Linked DNA regions of Sus scrofa: all the other regions are linked to region 2. Evidence: chromatin contacts called from public Hi-C and HiChIP or PLAC-seq data. All regions are on one chromosome and are shown on one strand. The core of a region is the stretch at or near the end of the contact, and the rest is flanking DNA. Distances in the headings are between cores, read along the strand shown.

Region 1 (3,430 bases), core at 146-2,645, 160 kb after region 2:
AATACCTGTTTAATATATGTCAGTCTTCATTTATGAAGACTAGCTTGTTTCTAGTTGCTCTGTGTGCAGCTCATCAAAATCTGCATTTCCAAAAGATTTTTGCATTTCCATCAAAAATCTTTCCTGATTAAAAGAAAGGCCCACCCAATGCTTGAGGTTTATTCAGGATTCACCTCTCCTTAGAGTGTCTCGTTACCTGCTGGCCTCAAGGGGGTACAGCCTCCTCTAAAAACCTTTTGGACCAAGGATGGGTAGTGATCCCTTCTCTTTAATATCGGGTTCAAATTCGACTTGAGTATAGGTGAGGTTAAGTAATCTGAATCTTAAGTAATCTACTTTTAGATACCTCCCAATTGTGCGGAACACTTGGCCAAGAGATAGTACCCGGGCAGTTTCCTTATTGTACTTCCTCTGCTTATCTCCACCACTGATGATCAAGGCTCAGTGATGAGGCCTGTTTTCTGAAACCATTCTATTTAATTTTAACCCCAGGAAATTCTGCAACATCAACCCCTACAAACCCAGACTTGCCCAGCCCGAAAGGGGAGGTGACTCCCAAGCCTGAGCGCAGCAGCCAGCCTGCCAAGAAGGCCAGAGTGGCTGTGCAAGCAAAGCAGCGGCTGCAGAAACGGCAACTTCCCAAGAAGGCTTCTTTCCAAAAGCAGAATGGCGTCTCCAAAGGGACAGGCTCAGAATTGTCCACTGTGTCTTCTGTCACAAAGGTCCAACCTTCCTCCAAGCTCCAGGATAGCAAGCAGCCAGCTGAGAAAGCAGTAGTGGTCAGGGAACCAAAGGTGGCTGGGAGACTAAAACAGTCACCCAAACTGCAGTCCTCCAAGAAAGTTGCCTTCCCAAAGCAGTGTGTTCCTCCCAAGGGCATGGACCCAGAAATCCCTCCTGTGCCATCCCTCTCCAAGACCCAGGATGCTTTCAAGCCTGAGGACTGCAATCAGCCCCTTGGAAACACCACCACAGGGGCTGAGAAGGTAAAGCAGCAGTTACCAGAGCAATCTTTCAAGAAAACTGCCTTCCAGAAACAGAATGGCACCCCCAAGGGACCTAAGACTCCCACCATGTCCCCTCGCAGTTCTAGCAGGCCCCCACCAGCGAAGAGGAGAAAATCGCAGTCCAGAGGCAGCAGCCAACCACTGCCGTCTTCAGTGGATGGTTGAACTAGACTGGGGTGGTTCATTGCCATTGTTACTAGGTTGGAGCTCTTACCTCCGTGAGGATGGCTTTCCCACCGTGGATGTGAAATTTAATACACAATTTGCAATCTTGCCATTGTGGTTTTTTTGCTGGTTTTTTTTTTGTTTGTTTGTTTTTTGAGGGTACTGGATGTTGGCTTTGCTGCTTTAAGGGTAGGGGTGGGAGGGTGGGATAGGGATCCTCTAAAGAGGGGATCGTGTGGTATACTGAGAAATCAAGTCAATTCCAGGCACCTGGGATCCTTTGACTTCCCCAGGGACCCAGGAGAAGGCGAGGCAGAGCCCGGGTGTTCAGACTGGAGCGAGGAGGGCAATAGGGGTGTAGGGAAGATGGATTTCGCGCTACTACAACCATGGAGTAGTGGAGGATCTGGGTTTGATGACACTCTGCCATCCTGGCTGGATTCCGGGCACAAGCAAGCGGTCCGCTCAGACCAGGGCTCAGCCTCAGACCCGGAAAGGTCGGTCCAGGTGCCAGCTTCTCAGCGAGCCTTTCATTGGCTTTCTTCCTGCCCTCCTCCTCTCCGCTGACCTCTGCCCCCTCGGTCGAGCTGTCTGATTGGCTGCCACACGTCCCCCTGGCGCCTCATTGGCTCTTCTCCCTCACCCTCCATCCCTGTTCCTGCACTAGTCTCCATCTCCCAGCAGAAGGCGCAGCCATGAATCCGTTATTCGGCCCCAATCTCTTCCTCCTCCAGCAGGAGCAGCAGGGCCTGGCCGGGCCGCTGGGGGACCCCCTGGGAGGTGACCACTTGGCCGGAGGCGGGGACTTGCCTCCGGCGCCGCTAGCCCCGGCCGGCCCGGCTCCCTATTCGCCCCCCGGGCCGGGCCCGGCGCCCCCCGCCGCCATGGCGCTCCGCAACGACTTGGGCTCCAACATCAACGTGCTCAAGACCCTGAACCTCCGCTTCCGCTGCTTCCTGGCCAAGGTGCACGAGTTGGAGCGCCGCAACCGGCTGCTGGAGAAGCAGCTGCAGCAGGCGCTGGAGGAGGGTAAGCAGGGCCGGCGGGGCCTGGCTCGCCGCGACCAGGCCGTGCAGACCGGTTTCATCAGCCCCGTCCGGCCCCTGGGGCTGCCCCTGGGCTCCCGGCCGGCCGCAGTCTGCACCCCGTCGGCGCGGGTGCTGGGGTCGCCCGCGCGCTCTCCGGCCGGCCCCCTCGCGCCCTCCGCGGCCTGCCACCCAGCGCCCTCCACCTCCGCCTCCACCGCCTACTCCTCGTCGGCCCGCTTCATGCCCGGCACCATCTGGTCCTTCTCTCACGCCCGCCGGCTCGGGCCGGGACTGGAGCCCACGCTGGTGCAAGGGCCTGGCCTGTCGTGGGTGCACCCCGACGGGGTGGGCGTCCAGATCGACACCATCACCCCCGAGATCCGCGCGCTCTACAACGTGCTGGCCAAAGTGAAGCGGGAGCGGGACGAGTACAAGCGGAGGTAGGGACCGGGAAGGTGGGGACGGCGCACACCGTCAGGCCACACTCGGGCCGGCCGGGGCTAGCTGTGCCTCCGGGAGCCGATGGGGCCCAAGAATCAGGGAGGAGTCAATAAGAGTAAAAAAGTTCCTGCTGTGCAAGGAGGAGCTTGGAAGTCCGTAAGACGACGGAATTGGATACTCTGAGACTAGAATCCACAGCGAATGCAGAAGTCAGACCCGTGACAGGAAGGAGTCTAGGAGTGGATACTGCGGGGGAACTCATGTTCTTCTTCTGGCTTTTCTCTCTGTCTCATCCAGGCTGCAGTGTTTGAATGACTGTGTTAACACTGGGGTTTTGTGAGGTGTGAAAGGGATGTGGGTCTGAGAGGTCACATCTAAGCTACCACTCACCTGCAACCATCTCAGCCCTGGCAGTGATTTTGTGATATAAGCTCCACGTAGTGATCAAAAGAGGCAAAGGATGTAGCTTTAATGTGGGAGTCTTAAATGAAATAAGAAGGGGGGTGGGGAGTGCACCTTGCAGTGGGTGATCCTGCTGCTGCTCAGGGTTTCCCAAAGTCGTGTCCATGGAAGCTGTGGGCCCACTCTAGTCCATCCTCAAGACTGGGGACCTCAGGGCATTTCTGGGAGCAGGTCAAAAAAGAGGGATGGAGGAGTGAAGGGAATTCCCTGGGGGAGGGGGAGGGGATTGTTCTTGCCATAGGGCTAGTGGAAGCTGGGGGAATCTGAAAGTGCAGAGTCCAAGCTGGAGGAAGTGTGAAGAGGGCAGCAAGGACTGAGTAGGAGAAG
Region 2 (3,352 bases), core at 178-2,677:
CTTAGTTAAGTCTGGGCTGCAGTACTGTCACTGGGACAACTTTTGATCACATGTCAAACTGCTCTAGTTTGGGGGCAAGAGGAAGAGGGGCACTCGTGTGGCAGAATGTCCAGAGATAGGGCATCTGGAAGATAAAAGATTCTGCTAAGTCTCTTCCCCAGAAATATCAATGGAAAACACATTTTCTTTTATTCTGTCTTTCTCTTTGGCTTTGCCAGCTTCTAGGTTCTCTGTCTCCGTTCCCCCTATGTCTCCGTTACTGCTTTTTTTCCCTCTTTAATAACGATCAAGTCCAAAGAAACCTGAGAAACCCCACTCCCACTATCTCTTCCTGAGTGACCAGGGACCTTCCCCCTCTTCCCCAAGGAAGCGTTGGGGTTGGGAACAAGTCTCTCTCACTGTCAGGCCCTGTGAAGCACGAACAGAGCCAGCAGTCAGTGTAAAGAACCAAAAGATCTGGAATTTGGATGAGCCTGGTCTAAAGTCCACCCTGGACAGTCCAAATCCTGACACCCAGGGGGAGGGCCCTTCTCTCCAGCTGGGCCAGATTTTATGCAAGGCATTTAGTGTGTCAAAGTGTCAGTCTTTGGCCTTAGAGTCGGTCTCCTGACCTGTTTTCCAACCCCGCCCCTGGGTGATCTGGGTTAATGGAGCTCTCCACCTCCTCTCCAAAACATTAGACCCTTGACCTACCTACCTTCCTGACTAGAGGCAAGAAAGATCAGTGTGGACTGGGAGCTCTTGAGGACACAGGAGTCAGAGAAAAGGAAGGGGAGAGTAGCATTAAACGAAAAGATGTCAGAACTAGGACCTCTCCCCAGTCTGACCCCTCACAGCAGGGTAACTGAGGTGGGGTCCGGGAGTCTCTCAAATGCTAGTTCCCAATGGGCTGCAGTTCCAGTCTGGCCGAAGAGCGCCATCTGGCGGCCAGCCCCTCAAACTGGAATCTCTTTGCCCTAACTGAGTTCTCGAAGCCAGAAGACAACCTGGGCGGAACCGTCACCTCCTCTCCTACGTCACTCCGGGGACCCCGCCCCTGCCTGGATCGCACCTCCTCCTGCGGGCGACTGGCCCTAGCGCCTCCCCCGCAGAATTGCCGCCCTTCCGCCCTCTCGGGTTGATCGCTTCCCCGGTAGAAATCTGCTTAATGCTCCCCCGGGGATCCGCCCCACCTCGTCGGGGAGCCCATCCTATCCCCTGGGAATCTGCCCCCGTCCTCTTCCTCCCCTCCCGGGGGATGGACTGCCCTGCTCCTCTTCCACATACTAACAGGGAGCCTCCTCCGGTCCACAGGACCCAAATCCAGGTTACTAACGAGGTCTCCCCTCCCCTCGTCCCAGAAGGACTCCGCGGCCAGGGAGCCGGCCTCGTCGGCGCCCACGCCCGCTGATGGGCGGAGCTCCGCGGGCTCGGCCCCGGGATGGGCTGTCCCATCGTGACGTCACTTCCGTCCGGGCCTGGCCGCGGTTCGGGATCCTTGGGCCGAGGGGGGGCAAGGAGGTGGCAGCTGAGCGAGGAGGCGGCGCGGAGGCCGAGGACTCACGCCTGGACCAATCCCGCGTCCCGGGCCGCAAGCCCCGATCCTGCCGCGCCCCGAGAGGCAAGACCGGCCGGATGGGCCGCTGAGCCCGGATCGGGGACCGGTGAGGCGCGAGCGGAGCGGGCAGCCGGTCCGGGGCGGGAACGGCCCGCTGAGCTGCAGAGGGTCCGGGAGCTTGGGATGCGGGGAGGGAAGCGGGTCAGGCCCGCCTCTCCTACTCGCCCGGCGGGGAGGCAGGGGCCGGGGAAGCCGCCGACAGGCGTGGCGAGGACGGTGAGGCCCGTCCGGGGGAGGCCTGGCGGCGGCCGGGTGTGAGGAGGGGGCGGGGTGGTTGGGGTCATTATTGGGCCGGCACTTGGGATTCGCCTCCGGCACGGTGGCGTCGGGGAGGGGGAGTATGCTTCTGGCCAGGGCTTTGGGAAGAGGATGACTATGAGTGGGGGAGGCAGAAAACAGGCTTGGAAAATTTTTCCATGGTCCTTTTTCAGAGAGAGGTTCGAAAAGCTCTTCTCTCCCTAGAGGGTGATGTTGAACACCTGGAGAAGGGTCTCAAGTGGAGTTGGGGGCGGGGGGAGGTCAGTTACAGTATTTGGAAGGGACAGTGCTCTGCGAGTCCCTGCCCTGAGCGGATGTGCAAAAAAGCCTGGCCGCCTCCAAAATCTGAGCCTCCACATCTTCACAGTGTGGAGCCCCCTGGAGCTAAAATCAGGATGTTCCGCTTCATGAGGGACGTGGAGCCTGAGGACCCCATGTTCTTGATGTGAGTATCCCCGCCCCCTCACGCGCTAGAGCACGCATCCGCTCCACATCAGGTCTCCGAGTAGTTCAGATGGACTCAGGGCCTCCCGTTGCTGCTCAGCCCCAGCTCAGACTTTGAGGGGAAGTCTGTGCTCCTGGTTCCCTAAGGCTGTTTTCTTGGCGGGGGCGGGGAGGCGTTGACTGCTGGCCTTTCTAAGCCCACACGGTATACACCCCATGCACAGGGACCCCTTTGCCATTCACCGTCAGCACATGAACCGGATGTTGTCGGGTGGCTTTGGATACAGCCCCTTCCTCAGCATCACAGATGGCAGCATGCCAGGGACCAGGCCTGCCAGCCGCAGGATGCAGGTAAATGGTGGTGCAACAGACCTGAGACCAGAAGAAAGGTTGGAGGGTGGTTGTATCAAAGTGCTTGATTTTTCTTGCACAATGGCCGGCTTAGCAAGTGGGCAGAGGGGTCTGGAAAACAGGTTTTGTGATCCCCTGTTGAGGGCTTGGTTTGGGACAGTAATGAGCTAGGAAGTGGTCTCTCATTCTTGTTCCTTATGTGTTCCTGTAGCCTGGGGCCGTCTCTCCCTTTGGGATGCTGGGAATGGTGAGTCCTCCTCCTCTCTTAATATCCTTCTCGTACATGCTCTATACCCTTAGGTATTATTTCCAAATGTGCCTCTGGAATAGCCTTGTGGGTAGTAACCCTAGAATCCTCCCATAGTGTTCACAAGCCCTGGGCCCGCTGTGTGCTATGAGTCCTGTGAGTTCAAGATGCCAACTCACTGGCTCCTGTCCTCAACGCTGTGCCCATTAGGAAGATGTAATTGCCTGGCAAAGTGTGTTCTTTTGAGGAGTTCCCTGGTGGCTCAGTGGGTTAAGGATCCGGCAGTGTCACTGCCATGGCCAGGGTTCGATCCCTGGCCTGGGAACTTCTGCATGTTGTGGGTGAGGCCAAAAAAAAAAAAAGTTTGTGTTCTTTTGAGAAGAGAGGTGTTGTAGAAGGGCCAACTGGATGGGGTTCCGATTGTGGTACAGTGGAAATGAATCTGACTAGGAACA
Region 3 (3,503 bases), core at 937-3,436, 180 kb after region 2:
GCCCGATGCGGCCAAATCTGAGGGGGACAAGAGGCGAGGAGGGAGGAGTGAGCTCTCCTGGAGATGTAAGCAGTCCCAGGCCCACGCGCCCGCTGTCAGCGCGGGCACTTTCCTACCAGGAGATCTCATTTCCTCCTCCTCGCACAACCCTGCCAGACCAGCCTGGCTTCCCAGCACAGCCACAAAGTGAAAAGCTCCCATCCTGCCCAAGAGGTGATGAAGCTCCGAGACAGGCCCACACCCCCTGGTCATCTGAAATCTGTTAAGGGGTGACAGGGTGGTGCACTGCTGCTGCCACCTACAGTCTGGGCACATGGCCGGCACATGGCATTCCTCAGGCCCACTGTCGGTAAATGCTTGTTCCTATCTGGCCAGCTTCAGGCCACACCCTCTAGGGAGCAAAATCTTGCACACTTGGCATCACCCAGCTCAAAGGGCAAGAGCAAAGGTCAGAAGTTAACTGGCCAGGGAAACCCCCCCCCTTCCCCAAGTCCCTCCTACAAAAGGGAAAGCCGTTTCTCAAACCCAGAATCCCGGGCTTCTGATTTGTTAGGAACCTGTCTTTGTTAGCTCTTTTCCCAAAATCAGGAGTGGGAGCAATAGACGTGTGGGGAGCGGGGGGGAAGGAGAGGGAGAAGCCCAGGCCCCCAGCTGCAGAAAGGTCAGGCAGCTATATTTAACCCCAGCTTAGGGTGGAGTGGGGATCTGGTTTCTGGAAGAGGGGATGGGGAGAAGGGCAGGATTCCCGAGGCTCACGGACATCTAATCCTCCTGGTGACCTTTACAGCTTGGCCTTTAGGGTGGGGTCAACCCTAGGCATGGATGGAAGGAAGCAGCTTCAAGGAGCACTGATGCAGAGACAGGGGCTGCGGCTCCGCCGGCTCCGGGAGCCATTTTGTGGAAAATTTCTAAGTACCCATGACTCAGCTCCCCCGGCATGGCACCAAGCCAACGCTACCACACCTCTCCGGAGAAAGAGAAGGGAAACAACCCGGAAACAACCCAAGACCACCCCCATAAAGCCCCGTTTTTGATTCATCAGAGAACCATCCAGAAAAAGCATCCCCTCATCCCCGGGGGGGGGAATCTGGCTGGGGCTTGAAGGGATGCTCTAGGGTTAGTTTGCTAAGAGCTGAGGTCCAGCTGACTAAGAAGGGGAAAGCGTGGCCGGACCTGGGTTACCGGATAAAGGAGACTCCACCCCACGAGGCAGGGGTAGAAGGCTTAGTCATGGGCAAGTAAGGAGAAAGATTGAAGGACTCAGGAAGATTTCCTAACGGCGGTTCATTCATTTCCTTCCTAGTTGCAACATGGCGGCTAGGTTACCGCAGATGCCCCCTCCCAGCTGGTTCTGCACAGCAGCTGTGCCTCCTGCATCCCGGGGCTGCCCGGCTGGGGGCACTGGTTGCGGCTGGGGGGATGGGCTCCTCCCCTTCACGTGACCCCGCAGGGCGCGAAAGGAAAGAAAGAGCCCCAGCTGGGGGATTAGGGGATGGGGCCAAAGCAAGAATTGGAGACTCCAGGGCTGTGTATCTGCGGCAGGTGAAGAGGAAGGCTCCGCAGAGGCGGAGTTACAGAACGCGCAACAGCCAGGGATGGGGGACACGAGGCCTTGCGAGGGCCTCCTCCAGGTCCGAGCGCTGACCTTGAGTTCTCCTTGGGGGTGGGGTACGACCACCCCATCCAAGTCCCCCACATGCTTGCACAGACCCGGTAGGGCGAGACCTGCGGACGCAATTTGGTGGGGGCTGCAGTACTTACTGCCCCACCCTGCCCCACCCCCTAACTCACCCGTTCACTCCGACCTTCACCATCGTGTCTCAGGGACGCGGCTGCCGGCAGAGGAAAGAGAACATTAGATCGCGGGGCAAAGCGGCTGGAGCCCGACGGTGCCCTCCCCGCCCCTCCCCCAGGCCTCCATCCTCGCTCTGCTCTTCTGCACGTCCTTCCTCCCCCTCAACCCGCAATGCAGGGGCCCGGCCCGGCGCAGCCACAACTCCGGCTCCAGCCGGGGCCCCGCACCCACACTCCCAGACCGCGCACGGCCCCCGGTCCCTTTCGGACCAGTCCTCGAACCCTTGTGGCTCCACTCCGCCAGGCTTTACCTGGCAATGCACGGAACACACGGCTGTCTGTCGAACGGGGAGGAGCAGAGAGCGCAGGGGAAGGCTGCAGCCGGAATTTATAGGGCAGGGGGCGGGGCGGGGGCGGGGTGACGTGGGCTCGCCTCGCCCAGTCCTAGCTCCAGCAGCGGAGGCCTGAGCTACGTGCGCCCGTAAAGTCGCGAGTAGCCGACCCCCACTTCTTCTTTTTTTTTCCTTTGGACCCGCCTGGTTCTGCCAATGTGCACGCGCCACACAAGTGGGCTGAGGACGGAGAGGGGGAGGGGACCGGTGATGCTGCCTGGCCCGGTTGGGGTTGTACTGCAGGGGGCAGTGGACTAGGAGGAGGGGGCCCTGGCGAAAACTGAGGACACCCAAGGAGCCAGGGACGTTAAAGTTGCTGCAGGGATGTAACGGGAGGATATGGGGAGCCAGTGGGATGGGAAATTGGAGCGGAACCCGGGGTTGGGGGCGCGGCTCGCAGCTCGCGGCTGCAGTCTCCCCTACCCCCCCCCCTTCAAAAGCTGAGAAGCGGGAAGATTGAGGAACTTCTCGAGGCTCTTCGGTAGTGACCCAGGAACTACAGAGGAAAAGGCCCGGGAGGGGCCTCCAGCAAGGCCCTCTCCAGCCCCCTTCCCCTTTCCCCCCTCCCCTTCTCTTGGCTCCTGGCCTCCCCGGGCTGGGGACCGCGGCTGGCCCTGGCCAGTGGGAGGCCTGGAGAGGAAGGAGGCTCGGAAGGAGGCCTGAGAGGGAAGTTTCTGCACTGAAGGTCACGATGCCCTGCAGGACAGGCAGCCTGGACATCTGAGAATCGAGCAGACAAACCAGGACCTGTGTGCACCAGCTGCTCTCCCCCAGGCCCTGGCTGGCTGGGGCCTCAGCGAGGGGACAGGATCGCTTTGGGGGGCTGGCCAGGTAGAGGCTCAGAGGTCTCCCACAAAGTTGCTCCTGGGAAATTTGAGGGCTGAGCGGCCCGGGCTGGGAGACAATGTCCCTTTCACCCCATCCAGCCCTGGGCAGAGCAGGACGTGAGAGCGGAAGTCCCTCCCCATCCTGGGACGTGCAGGCCAGCCCTGCAGTCAGGGCCTCCCTTTCACTGGCTGCGCCCAGGGGATGTTGGGGGCAGGGTGAGGTGTCCATAAGAGGGAAAAGATTGGGAGGTCTTGGACACAGGGTGGGGACAAGGGCCCCTAGCCCCTTCCCAGACGTGATGTGGAGGAGGAAATCCATTCTTCTCCAAGACCAGTCCCTCAGAAGCTGGGGCTGGGCCAGGTTTGTGAGCAGAGGATGAAAGATGGGTTGGTTCTGAGGACTTGAAGTGTTGAAGGTTCAGGGAAGGTGGGGGGAGGGTGGAATGGACGTTGCCCATTAGCAGGTGCTGGTGGAAGGAATTGGGGCCTC

The links. Hi-C and Micro-C count contacts between places; a contact is called where the count stands out from the background. HiChIP or PLAC-seq counts read pairs in DNA pulled down with a chosen protein or histone mark.
Region 1: a contact with region 2 is called in an H3K27ac HiChIP or PLAC-seq map of alveolar macrophages. The contact joins the promoter of IFFO1 here to the promoter of MLF2 in region 2. A contact is called at or near these places in 2 of 47 Hi-C or Micro-C datasets (heart right ventricle and skeletal muscle) and 2 of 2 datasets of contacts at active chromatin or transcription factors (alveolar macrophages and skeletal muscle).
Region 3: a contact with region 2 is called in a Hi-C map of liver, with 4 times the contacts expected there. The contact joins the promoter of GAPDH here to the promoter of MLF2 in region 2. A contact is called at or near these places in 1 of 47 Hi-C or Micro-C datasets (liver) and 1 of 2 datasets of contacts at active chromatin or transcription factors (alveolar macrophages).

What each region holds. Positions count from the first base shown.
Region 1 is chr5:64,114,300-64,117,729 of Sscrofa11.1, forward strand. IFFO1 (intermediate filament family orphan 1) reads left to right here and starts at 1,396. Exons shown (of 10, transcript XM_021092432.1): 1 at 1,396-2,640. The coding sequence starts at 1,868. It overlaps NOP2 (NOP2 nucleolar protein), which reads left to right. Exons shown (of 16, transcript NM_001244246.1): 16 at 493-1,283. The coding sequence ends at 1,172.
Region 2 is chr5:63,950,233-63,953,584 of Sscrofa11.1, forward strand. MLF2 (myeloid leukemia factor 2) reads left to right here and starts at 1,428. Exons shown (of 9, transcript XM_003481695.4): 1 at 1,428-1,643; 2 at 2,223-2,300; 3 at 2,524-2,650; 4 at 2,862-2,897. The coding sequence starts at 2,251.
Region 3 is chr5:64,131,834-64,135,336 of Sscrofa11.1, forward strand. GAPDH (glyceraldehyde-3-phosphate dehydrogenase) reads right to left here and starts at 2,187. Exons shown (of 12, transcript NM_001206359.1): 1 at 2,106-2,187; 2 at 1,792-1,832; 3 at 1-17. The coding sequence starts at 1,814. It overlaps LOC110260753 (a long non-coding RNA gene), which reads left to right and starts at 3,048. Exons shown (of 3, transcript XR_002344125.1): 1 at 3,048-3,374.